Linked DNA regions of Mus musculus: region 1 is linked to region 2. Evidence: chromatin contacts called from public HiChIP or PLAC-seq data. All regions are on one chromosome and are shown on one strand. The core of a region is the stretch at or near the end of the contact, and the rest is flanking DNA. Distances in the headings are between cores, read along the strand shown.

Region 1 (7,063 bases), core at 3,256-5,755, 270 kb before region 2:
TAGATTGTGTTTTCTGGTCTATAAACTTCAGGGGACCCATCTGCGGTAGGTTGCCCTAATAATTCCTTCCTGGCTGTGATACTCATATTTCATACATAGTAAAGAATTTTATCATCATAATTACCATCTTCATTATTATCACTACTACCACCACCATCGTCACCACCACCATCACCACTATCATCTTCATTTTCACCATCATCATCGCCATCATCTTAATCATTACTATCATCATTACCATAATCTTTGCCATTTTCCCTTTTCCATCTTCTCCTCTTCATCATTCTTCCTTATGGTTGTCACCACCACCATCTTCATCGTCATCATCATCATTGTCATCATCACCATCGTGATGCCCCCTGAGAAATGGCATCACCCTGATTTCTGAGAATCCAGTTCCTCTCTCCTGGAGAAGAAAGTGAGTGACAACTCACACAAAGTACCTTGGCATCTTCTACCTCGAAGATGGTACCTAATGGTGAGATAAATATGGTCTTTAGGAAGAGGAGAGGGATAAAACCTCTGTTCACAGCCTTGAATTCTAAAGATCCTTGCCTACCAATCACAGGGTTTCCCCACTCACCTTGAGGCCCCAAACCCCACCTGCTGTCTGAATGTGATGGAACACAGCTGTAATTCCAGTATTGGGGAGGCTGATGCAGGTAGACTTTTACTTTGAGGCTAGCCTGAGCTAAAAAGGAAGAGCCTGCCTCAAAAATGTCAAACAATAAAACCTCTCCTGCTAGTGTCTGCCTTTTCACACTAGATCAGACTCCATTACTTTATATATACCTACCTACCTCCCTCCCTCCCTCCCTCCCTCCCTCCCTCCCTTCCTTCCTTCCTTTCTTCTTTCCTTCCCTGATCACCAGGAGCTTTGTTCAGCCCCAGGGTGTAAGCTAAGGATTATAAAATAACATAATTTCCAGGTCCTGTAGCAGCCAATACCCAGTGTATAGGTGAGGACCTGAAAAAACTTGCAGTCAGTCCCCTACAAGCATGCACATGCAGAAGTCAGTTTTGAGGGGATAAACTCCATTTTCATACCTGACTCCCACTGTCAAACCCTATCTCTATTTGGTTTGTTACCATTCAGGGTTGTCTAAAGGAGTGAATGAGAGATAATGAAAGGCAGGAGAAGGGAGGGAGAGAGGCAGAGTGGGAAGACAAATGACCTATTGCAGCTTCCCATGTCATTCCGCTTGCTCACTCCTCTATGAAATCTGTCACTCCCTTCCCCCTAGGAACCTGCCATTGGTTACACATCTGTCTCCCCTGGGAGGTCACAAGAGGCTTTATATCCCCGTGCCTTCACGGTGCTGTTCTGTAATAGCATCATCAATAAATTCTTGCTGAATGGAAGCTTTGTAACTTAGAAATATTACCAGGTGTCACAAGAGAAAGATGCACCGGAAGGGGCTCTTGAAAGATGTTAAGATGAAGGAAGAAGCCTATGGCTGCTATTGCCTTGATTCTAGGGAGAAACTCCAGAGATGGAAGTGAAAAAGAGATGAAGGCTGGGTAAAAGCAACCATGCCTTGGACGGATGAGGTTGAAGGGAGTAAATTCCACAGAGCCTGTAGGTGAACAGACGTAACTTCTTGCACTCCACTATATCCCTTTGCCTTTGATATTCATTCATTCATTCATTCATTCATTCATTATTCTTCTTTCCATAAATCCTCACCAGGAACTTATTCTGTCTCCTTCCTGTATTATATCTTCCAGGTGTCAGAAGGTAACACGAGTTCTAGGGACTGGAGAGGAAAACTAGAGAAGGGACAACGGTCGAGAGATGTGGTGCGGTTCTAGGCTTAGGCAGTTGCAGAGAAGAGTGGCATTCATATTTCTGCTCTGGTGGGAAGGCACAGGACAGTGGATGATTGAAGAGCTCTCAGGGGAGCAGAAGGGATGTGGCTCAGTAACCAAAAGCATGTCCTCCACCCTTAGGTCAGAGACCATGCTGGATCTTCTAGATGCTACGTCTTGTGGTACACTGTAGTAGAGAAGATAAGAAAAAAGACCAGAGGCGTGTGGGTGTATCAAACAGTAAGATAATAAAACATAGTGAAGGATCGCTGACCTCTCAGGCTCACAAACATCTCCTGGTTCAATAGTTAGATTTTTTTAGATTTGTTTATTGGCTCCTTATTCTGCAAAGTACTGTAAATGCAATGATTAAGGGGGAAGGACCTCAATCTTCTAAGAGTTTATAAGAGGGGTCAGAGATACCCAGATCCTCCCTATCTGAGGGGACCAATAGGGTGAGTACCACGGAGGCTATGGAAGTTCCACATGCTTCTTTAGAGAAAATAGACCTTGACAGACTTTATTTGAACACAATTAGGTTTACAATAAAGTTGAGTGGGAAGCAGACCCCTCACAACTTGGGATCAGTGAACGTGAATGGCCTCCGGAGACTCATGTTTTAATTCTTGATCCCTAGTTGGCAGAACTGTTTGAGAAGGACTAGGAGGTGTGGCATTCTTGGAAGAATTGTATCCCCGGGGGTTGGCTTTGAGGTTACACAAGCTCATAACATGTCAGTTAATACTCTCCCCTTCTCAACCTCTCCCCTTCCTGCCTCATGGTAATCATGTCAACACTTGTGCTCTCAGATACTGCCCAAGCCTCTGCCTGCCTGCTGCCTGCCTGCTGCCATGTTCCCTTGCCATGATGGTCATTGACTCTACTATGTCCTAGAACCACAAGTTCCAAATTAAATGCCTTTTTAAATATGTAAGTTGCTTTGGTCATGGTGTCCTTTCAGAGCAACAGAAAAGTAATAAAGACACCATCTTACACAAGCACAGCCTCCCTCACTAATATCCTCCACTAGCGTGGCACATTTGTTATAACTGACAGGCCACTGTCACCAAGAACCCATTGTGTATATTAGAGTCTACCATTGTGGAAAGCATCTTATGGGTCCTAACTATAATACACATATCTGCCAGTACTGTGTACATCTCACAGGAATGTACAGGGATATTGTACTGTGAAAAACTCTCCAATAAAGACTTACACAGTAGGAGATGAATAAGGAAGTGTGTTGCTTACTTATTTTGTTGCCATGACAAGGCACACGGCATAAACAGCTTAAAGCGGGAGGGATTTATTTTGGGTCAAGGACACAGTCAGCATAGCGGGGAAGGCAGGGAAGCAGGGGCATGAGGTAGCTGGGTACTTTGCATCCACATTCGGGAAGCAAAGCAGAGAGCCATGAACACAGGGCCCAGCTCACCTTCTGTGAGCTTTGTATTTAGCCCAGGACCCTAGCCCATAGGATGCAGCCATCCACATTCAGGGAGTGTCTTCCCAATTCAGTTAACCTAATAGGTTAGGTAAATTGAGGTAATCGCTCACAGACATACCCAGAAATCTGTTTCTTTGGTCACCCTAGATATTGTCAGGCTGACAATCAGTATGAACGAGAGGAAAGTACAGCTTAGGAAGAAGAATGAGGGAAGGGGGTGGATATGCGAGTCTGCTAAGAAAATCAGTGGACATGAAGTAGAGAGGGGCCAGACAGGAGGAGAGGCCGGGGGGAAGATTGGAATCAAACCAAATAAGCCTTGGTACAGCTCTGAACGGTGAGGGAGTGAATCACAGTAAGTGGGGACCAATATGAACTTTCTTAGCGACTGTGATTCACACAGCTGGAACCTGCTGGGGCCTCCCCCACCGGACCACAGCCTGCCCCTCTGCAGCTGATGGTATGGTACCCCAGTAGGTCACCACAGCCAAGACATTACCACGTCTCCTAGTTCTTTCCAGTCTGATGTCATCTTTCCAAAGACTGGCAGCAGTTGCAAGAAAACTGTTTCAGATAGCTATTAATATTTTAACATGCTTTTAAGAAAATTTGGCCTTTTGTCGAGTCGGTCTCCAAGCAGACATATATCATAGCCCATGATAGACATTACACTTAGCCCTGTTTGGTGGGGATAGCTGCCTTGTTTTGATTCATTTTTTAACATCTATTATTAAAAAATCTTGCTGGTGTGTGTTTGCTCCTATATTCCCTGAGTTGCTTTGCTCTGTGCCCTCCCCATAAGGAGCAATGCACGGCTGATTCTGTGACCTGACCAGGGCTGTCAGAGATGACCACTTTCTAAACAACAACAAGGCCATCTGGAACCCAGAGGGCAAACCAAACATCTCAGTAACGAGGAAATGATAGACTGACGCTGGTTTTGCACTTAGGGTGGGGGATAAATGATTTCTTTCCACCGATATATATTACGAGGGACAGGCATAAAGCCCATTGGGAGAATATGCAACTGAGGATACTCAGCTTAAGAGGCAAGCTGGAGACAGTTTTAAGGAGAGGCAATTCCGGCAGAAGGATAGCAGGATGCTTCTAAGGTTGAGAAGAGAGGGTTTTGTGTGTTTGTGGAACAGGAAGAAGTCTGGTGTGGCTAGAGAGTGATGTGGGAGGAAAAGTGGTGAAGGCAGCCAGGGCTAGGTCACAAGACATGGGTTGGGTGGCTAGAAAGTGACATTTTTTTTTTCTGAGAACATGTACATGTGCACCCAGAAGCCAAGTGACAACCTTAGGTATGACTCCTCTGGAGCCAACAGTCATTTTGTTCTTTGAGATAGAATGTCCCATTGGCCTGATGTTCACCAGGTAGACTAGGCTGGGTGGCTAGGGAGCCCAGGGATCGGCCTGCCTTCATCTTCTCAGTGCTGGCATCATAAGTTCATGTCACCATCCTTGGCTTTGAATGCATCAGTCTAGATATTGATCTGGGGTCCTCATATTTGCAAGGGAAGCACTTGACCTATCAGGCTCTCACCTCGTCCACTACTTCCTACTTTGAAGCATTCTTTATGGGTGCCTTAATCCCTATGCAAAGGACAGGTCATACAGTGGCACTCTAGTTACCTATTCAATCTGATGACAGATCTCTAGGTCACCTCACCAAGTCACCAAAATCGGAGACTAATGTGTACTTAGAGTCTCCAAACTAAGCTCTAGACAAAAAGCAGCAATGCCAGCTCAGGTTCTTCAGCAAGCAGCCCCAAAAAGGAGCTTAATTCACCCTCTACAGAGCAGAACACTCATCCAGCTGAACTCTGCCTGGGTTCTTAGCTACATCATGAGATTCACAGTAAAAGCATGGTGATGGATGCCCAGTGTTGTGGAAGGCCTGACTGAAAGAGTGACAAAAATGTGTGGTGAGGTGACTATGCTGAAGATAGAAAAGTGCAGCCACTCCAAAGGGAAGTTTGGGGAGGGAGGGCAGAGGGAAGGGACTTGACAGAAGATTTATCACGGGGCTTGTTTTACCACCCAAGCAGATAGATGAGAGAGAGCCAGTGAGGTGAAGGAAAGAAAAGATTTGGTTTTTGCCTTGAAAGAACTCTTTGTTGGGTTGAATGTGAGATAGAAGCTAAAACCTTGGGTCAAGAGATAGGGGCAGAAGGGAGCCCGCCTTTCTGCATCTTGTTTCAGCTCTTCTCATTACAGATGCTCAAGTGTTCAGGGATGATAGATACACTGTTGTCTTTGAGCAAGCAGAAGCCTGACAAGACAAGATGGAGGCAGGGCTTCAGTATGTCTAGACATCACATAGCCAGAGGACTTCCCCTACCACACACAGACCGCCTCACCTCTTGGGCTCTCAAGGGGCTCCTGATGGTCTCTGACACCAGCGTTGCTCATCCACTGTAGCCCACAGATGCTATTAACAGATAATCTCCCATCGCATCCCAAAGAAGGGCTTAAGACCACAGGAGTTCTCAATGTTGGTTCCATCCCCAGATGCCCCCAGCCAAATGGAAAGTCAATACACCGCTCTTTTCCCTTGTGGAAACTTCCCAAATACACTCTTGCCAGGTGAGCCCCTGGGGAAAGAAACTTCTAGAAGAGTCCTCCTATGCCTCCTGATGCTGACCCAGTAACAAGTCAAGTGGATGAGACTGGTTCCTCTCATCTCAGCATTTTATTTAGGTCTTTGGTTGAGTCACTCCTGTGCCATTTTCCAGTGGGGAGCAATAAGTTAGCAGATCCAAGAGGTCAGGAGAGATCTCAGGCGGTGGAGGCCACCGCTGAGGAACTGGTGGCTTGACATTTGCGGAATCTCACTTCTCTTTTTACTTATTGCTTTACTGAGGCTGAGCCTTGGGCCTCAAATATCTGTTCTTCCAGAACGGATTCACGATTTGAGATGAGTCAGGTGGGGAGTCACCACAGCCCAGCTGAGAACTGGCACGGAGAAAGGAAATGTGTGGGAGAAGGGTAACCCCTTCTGCTATGACACTGGGCTTCTTCTTGGTCAGCTGTACTCGTTACCTTTCTAGTCTCCGTGACACAGCGTCCAACTTAGGAGAACAAGGAATGGTTTATTTTGGCTCACAATTGATGAAATCCATCATGGCCGGCAAGGCATGGCAGCAGGAATTTGAGGCAGCTGGTCACATGACATCCACTGCCACGAAGCAGAGAGAGATGAACCCTGGTGCTCACCTATTTATGCATCGGAAGATCCCAGACCATGGGATAGCACTGCCTACACTGAAGAGTAGTCTTTCCTCCTCAATTAACCTAATGTAAAAATAAAATAGAATAAAATAAAATAAAATCCCTCACAGACACACCCAGAGTCTCCCTCTTTATGGTTCCGGATCCTGTCAAGTTGACAATATTAACCATCATATCACCAGTCTACCCAAACGTGAGGGAGGAGCCATGCTGTAGTTTCTCCAAAATCCCATCTATTCAGTCTCTCGGGTTTTAGATTATTGGAGTTCCTGGAGTTTAACTATATGAAGCAGAACACCAGTTCGTCCGAGCCCTGTCTTGATCCCTTGCCTTAAAACTGAATTTTGCAATAAAATTATGGTCATTTGAAGCTGCAATGATGGATAACCAGAATGGAAGGGAAGCTGCGGGGGAGCTTGAAGGAGGAGGAATTAAAGAGAATCATTTGCAAACATACCCACAAGCTAACTACCCAGGAGTCCATATCTCTTCCCTAAGAATTTGTGAAGTCTGAGCACTCTCCTGCCTTCAAGGAGATCATAATTTGTTTTCTGGGTACAAGAATGTCTGTCT
Region 2 (6,228 bases), core at 1,499-3,998:
CTGACAGATCATCATCAGCCCCTGCTGTGTGTGAGAGAGGTAGCCATGTGTAGCCCAGGCTGGGTTTGAACTTACTATGTAAGTGAGGATGACCCTGAATTCCTGATCAACCTGCTTCCACTTGGGGTTTCAGGGTTGCAGTATAGGGGTGCAGTACCATGCCCAATTTTACGCATAGCAGGGTGTCCATTCCAGAGCTTCATACATGCTAAGCAAATACTCTGCCAACCACTGAACTACACAACCAGCCCCGCTTCAGCTTTATATTACTAAAAGCCTAACTTTCTCCTTTCCTTCCTTCCTTCCTTCCTTCCTTCCTTCCTTCCTTCCTTCCTTCCTTCCTTCTTTTTTCATGCTAGTTAGTAACTGAACCCAAAGATACACTGGGCGAGGGCTCAGCTGTTAAGCTATAGCCTCAACCCTACTTCTTTATTCTTTGTATTAAATGTGACCAACCCTAACTCATGGAATTAATGTGAACGTTGGAAAGCGGGTACTTATAAACTGCTTGATATAAGCCTATTAACTCTAGGATTCATTTATTCATTTATTTTATGGTACTGAGAATTGAACTCAAAATTTTGCTAGCCTTAGGTAAATGCTCTATCACTGACTACACCCCAACCCTTTTAATTTATTTCTTTGTAATATGAGATAGGGTCCCAGTACTGCCCAGGCAGACCTTGAACTTTAATTCTCCTACCTTTAGCCTCCTGAATAGCTAGGATAGCAGGTATCCTATGCATGTGTCTTGGAATGGTTTCGTTCACTTTCACTATTTATTTTAGGTAGTTTTGTCATTCATTTTGATCAGGACACATTACTTACATTGTACCTTCTTTCTCTCTGTTCAACACTCCACAAAGTCAGTGTCCCTCCTAAGCCCTTCACTAGGAATAATAAGCCCATCTGCGGACAGAAGAGTCTTTCTTCATCTGGCCTTCTGCATGCCAAGCGCACCACCAGAGCTGTGGCCTAGCTCTTACTTGGGCTTCCCGAACCTGCTTCTTCCTGTTTCTCTGTGGCATCTCAAACCCTCGCCACCAGAGTGTAAATCAAGAAGTTTGCAGTGATCTGGCTTTGCTGGCGGTGCCTTAAACCCCAGGCGAGTGGTTAACCAAGCAGCCCCCACAGAAACTGCAAGGGTGGGCTCCCCAATGGGGAGGCAAAAATTCTTTCTATGAAAAATGCAAAGCACGACCTCATAAAAAGAAACCCACCGCAGGAAGATGGAGACATGTCAGCTCGCATTAAAACGAAACGGGAAGATGAACATTGCGACCATCTGGCAAAAGACCCTCCCTAGGAAAACATAAAAGTTGCCAAGGAGTTAAGACAAGACCTCAGTGAGAATCGCTGAACTCCACATGGCTCTCTTTGCACTTGAGTCAAAACTTGGAGTGAATTCGGGGGCCGGGTGTTAGGGACGAGCTGATTGTAACGGTGTATTCCCTCGGTGCTGTGCAGTTGTCTCTGTTTGGCTTGGAACTTAATTGCCTCATCATGCATTAGAGTTTGTAACACATTTGGAAGGAGGTTGGAGTCATAATCACACATAAGCAGACGAATAAAACAATGCAGTGTAAAGTTTTATGGCAAGAGAGGCTGGGTCCTATTGCAGGAGCAAATGCCTCTGAAATCTCAGCAACTGGCAACAAAGGCTCATTTCCCCCACAGTCAGTAGGAAGGCTGGCAGGGAAACTCAGGTGACCATGGTCAACACAGGGACTCGGAAGGGAAAGGGCAAGACTCACGTGGACAGCACATTTCTGGATTCTGGGGCCACAAAAGGAGGGTGAGGTAGGGCTCACAGTGACTCTCAAATTCTTTCCTCCTGGACATGAAATATGTGACTGTTGGTCGGATTCTATTGGGTGAACCAAATCACACAATTCCCCGTTATTAAGCGGAGTTAGGAGGTATCTCTACCCTGTGTTCTGAAATAGGAACGCTGTAGTGTTTGATGGTAGCCAGAGTGACCAGGAAGATTCGATTATGGAGGCCCTAATATGTTGGAGCTCTTCCTTCACTTTATATCGTCTAAGCTTATAACCGAGGTGAGAAGAGCCAAATGGCGAAGGCCAGAATTCCAACGCCCTGTCTTAACTAAAAGTGACAGGGGAGGTCACTCGCAGCTCTCCCATACAGAGTTCAGAATTAGACAAGCTTCATCTTGTCCCCCTGAACTCCTTAAAGGAGACCCTCCCTGAACTCGGTGTGCACCTCTGCTATCATTTATGTGTACGGTGGGCAACACTTAGCGACATCCTAAAGACCAAGCTGCCCGTCTGAAATGGCCTATGCAGGGGGGGCTAAATGTGTTAAGATCCAAAGCCCTGGCTGGCTGGTCATAGTTCATGCAGGAGGTATCTGCTCTATACCTACGAATCCTATGAAGATTGGCCAGGGGCCAGGCACACTGCTTCTTTGGTCTATTTTCAACCCTTCCACAGGTCTAGAAAATGCCCCCAAGAAGTCTCCATTGCTAAGCACCTGCTTGCCCCAGTCCTGTGCCAGGGTCTCACCCTTCCCCGTTTAGCTCTCAGATCAAATCCATGCACTTGGTATTGTCTCTACGCTACAGCGGGGATGCTACCCCTTGTCAGCAGCAGACACGGGGCTGAAGCAAACTGACTTTCATGTTGCTTTCAATTGTGCTCAATTTTTTTCCCTTTTTCAGATGCCTGTCAGGGAAGCAGATGTGTCATAAGCTCCCCGGTGTTTAACCCACCAGCCAACACTGAGTTAAGAGGTTCTGAGGCCTGAGGCTACAGTTGACAATGCTAGCATTCCACCTGGCCCCGGCGGCTTCATTTCAACAGACCGATTGTGACATAAACCACACCGTTGTGCTTATGGAATTTCTCACGAGTGGTCTCCCGGCGCTCGGTTTTGAATCTTGTATCGACTCTCCCTTTGCTGTTCAGCCAACATCTTGAGTCTTTTTTTTTTTTTTTTTTTTGCTAATGTTTCATTCTGAGTGAAGTTGCCAGTCAGAGTGAAACTGAGGTAGGGAAAGGGGTCTTAACCCGCAGGAGTGGGAGGAAGCAATCTGCTTTGTCACTCATGTAGAGCAAAGTGTCAGCCTTAGACCAGAGGCAGATAGATGACATGAGAACCTACTGGGCAAGGCAGCTCTGTGTCTTATATGGCCTGCATTGGCGGGGCGGGAGGGGAGGCGGGCTTAGCTTCCTGGTAATTGTTATCTGCCTGTCCGTCTAAACTGCCTGCCTTCCTTCCTTCCTTTGTTCTTTCTTTCCTCATTCTCATTCTCTCCTCCATTTCTTGTGTTCCTCTTTTTCTTTCTCGTTTTAAGCAAGGGCCTTAAGTAACCTAAGCCGGCCTTATACGTCCTGTGAAACCAAAGATGCCCTTGAACTCCCGATCTTTCTGCTTCCACCTCCCAAGTGCTAGGATTAAGGGGCAAGCATAGTCTTGCCTAGCTCATGCAGTGCTCGAGATGAGCCCAGGGCATGTCAGGCAAGTACTCTACCAACTAAGACATTCCCAGCTCCTTGGGTTTCTGAGCTATCTATCCATTAATATGCCCCCCCCCCATTTACATGGACTGCAGTGTGAGAAGCCTGGCCCATTGAAGAAACCAAGGGACAGGGTGATTACAATTTTTGTCTAGCTTCATATCGCTGACGGGAAAGTTGGGAATGATTCCAGAATATAAGATCCACCTCCCTAGGCCACACCACTGTAGAAATGACCACAAGAAGCAGCTTTTCAATAATCACCTTAGAGAGAGCAGGAAGTTTCTGCCCAGTACTCCTCTGGGTCTTCTTCCTCCCAGAGCACTTGGGAACCACGGCCCCTGGAATGTGTACCAAGAGCTCCTGCGATAAAGTTGTTGCAAATCTAGAAGGCTGAAAAAATGTGAGTGGTGTGTGTGTGTGTGTGTGTGTGTGTGTGTGTGTGTGTGTGTGTGTGGTGTATGTCTGTGGGTGTGTCTATGTATGTCAGTGTCTATGTGTCTGTGCCTGTGTCCTTGTATACCTACATATGATAGTATTCACGCCTCTGTGTGAGTTTCTGTGTTTGTGCGTCTGTCTGTGGTGTATGTCTGAGTGTTTCTGTATATGTCTGTGTCCATGTGTTTGTTCTGTGTGTTTGTAGGTGTGTGTTAGGATCCACATCTCTGTGTCAGTTTATGTGTGTGTGTCTGTGTGTATGTATATTTGTAAACACAACAACCTTTTTCACTACTGTATAATGACTATATAAGAAGAGCTCATTTGAAAAGGAAATTATTAATTTTATTGTTTGTTTTCTTTTGGTTTTAACATAGGGTATGATTATCTAGTCTAGGGATCCACTTACTTCAGCCTCTGCATTGCTGGTGCTGTAGGCATGTGTCATTCATTAGATCAGGCTCAAATAAATTACCTTAATTAAAAGGAATTAATGATGCCACCTAATTTTAGGAAATCTGTTCTCTTTCTCTTAAAATAAAAACTAGAATCATCTAAGAAAATTCTGTCTTCTGACACAGAAAACTTGATCAAGGTATACATGGGGGACTCTACTCATCCTTTCTGAGCCTCTCATAAGAATTTGGAGTTTGGAGTCCATGATACTCTGTATGCTGTTATGAATGGCAAAATCATAAATAGCAGCATGCAAAGTCAGTATCCTATGCTAAGAGTGACCAGGGGGACGAGCCACTTTGTTATGGACTGCATGGGACCTCCCATCACCAAACACTGATTTAGCATAATATCCCAGTCTTCTCTGTCTCCACAGGCTGTTTTAGTTGGGTTCACTTGAAAAGTTTCTAGCGGTTGCAGACACTAAAGCCCACAAGGGCAATGGCTTTCATATTTCAATCCTTGTTGTAATCTCAGGGCTTGGCATGGTCAAGAATAAATACTCAACCTATATCTGTGGGAGAAATCAAATCAGGTATCTTAACTCAATCAATATCCCAGGTGGTAGAAGGGACAGCTTGAGGATCAATTTGCTTATTTTTCGTCTGCCAAATTTTCTACATCCACTCAAAGGGGTAAAGCTGTGCCCAGAGAGGCATATGTTTCAATAACATTGGTGGTTAAGCGCTGCTCCCTCATTCCAAAGACAGGTGTTTGAAGAATTTGCAGTGTCTGTAAAATAATGGTATAGTTCCCAGTTGCAAAGACTGGGTTAGACATAAATGTGCCCTAATAACTGTGACTGTCGTCAGATGTATAAAGTGTCACAGGGTAAGAAAGTGAGTTAGGTGGTGGACAGGGAAAGGATGAGTGAATGAAAAGTCAAGGCCAAGTGTTTAAAGATCTCTGAGGGTTACAGAGTATGGCACCAGCTTATAAGGGGAAACCGGGATAATGAGAACCAGTCCAAAAGAATAGCTGGGGAAGGGGCAACCAACTCGAAGGGAAGACTGGCTCCAAATGTCACAGGGGAGAGTATTCTGTGGTGGATGGGTGGGTGGATGGATGGATGGATGGATAGATGGGATAGATGAATAGGTGGATGGTTGGATAGATGGATGAGTGGATGGATGGATGGATGGATGGATGGATCCATGGATGGATCCATGGATGGATGGGATAGATGAGTATATGAATGCATGAGTGGATAGATGGATGAGTGGATGGATGGATGGATGGATGGATGGATGGATCCATGTATGGATGGGATAGATGAGTAGATGAATGCATGAGTGGATGGATGGATGGTCCCCTGAAAGAGCAGCAAGTGCTGAGTTATTTCTCAAGATCTTGGGGGTTTATTATTATTATTATTATTATTATTTGTTTGTTTGTTTGATTGGTCTTGTTTTCTGTCTGGTTGGTTGGTTGGTTGGTTGATTTGTCTGTTTAGGTTGTTGTTGTTGTTGTTGAGGTTGTTGAGGCAGGGTCTTGCTATGTCGCTCTGGCTAACCTGACGTGTACTACATAGCCCAAGTTGTTCTTAAGCTCACAACAGTCTCCCTCAGCTTTCCAGGTGCTGGGCTTCCATATATGAGCAACCACACTCAGGTAAAATTTGCTTCTCAGGGATGCAATTCCCTTCTTCCAGGGAATTCATCCTCCATGATATTGGATAGGATAAGGGAATACATGTTTCTATGTGGTTAAGGTTAAAACTGGAGCTTTGGGCACTGTTCAGAGGATGTCATTCATGGGACGTCCAAGTTCATCCACACTGGCATCACCACCCCTATAAAACATGGCCATAGTCTCCATCCCGAGTAGTGAGACCCAACAGGCAATTTAGAAGCCA

What was found. HiChIP or PLAC-seq counts read pairs in DNA pulled down with a chosen protein or histone mark.
Region 1: a BATF HiChIP or PLAC-seq map of CD8 T cells shows a contact between it and region 2, with 12 read pairs. The contact joins two enhancer-like sites. A contact is called at or near these places in 3 of 115 datasets of contacts at active chromatin or transcription factors (CD8 T cells, bone marrow-derived macrophages and memory CD8 T cells).

The regions. Positions count from the first base shown.
Region 1 is chr8:115,493,608-115,500,670 of GRCm38.p6, reverse strand. No RefSeq gene overlaps it. Among named protein-coding and RNA genes, the nearest start is that of Gm39256, 150 kb to the left of the region's middle. Within about 2 kb of position 4,505, at least 19 of the 459 cell types and tissues checked have an H3K27ac peak or open chromatin away from gene starts, as enhancers often do. A contact at or near this core is called in CD8 T cells, where this site is marked.
Region 2 is chr8:115,223,946-115,230,173 of GRCm38.p6, reverse strand. All of the region lies in intron 8 of Wwox (WW domain-containing oxidoreductase), which reads right to left. Among named protein-coding and RNA genes, the nearest start is that of Gm39257, 270 kb to the right of the region's middle. Within about 2 kb of position 2,748, at least 36 of the 459 cell types and tissues checked have an H3K27ac peak or open chromatin away from gene starts, as enhancers often do. A contact at or near this core is called in CD8 T cells, where this site is marked.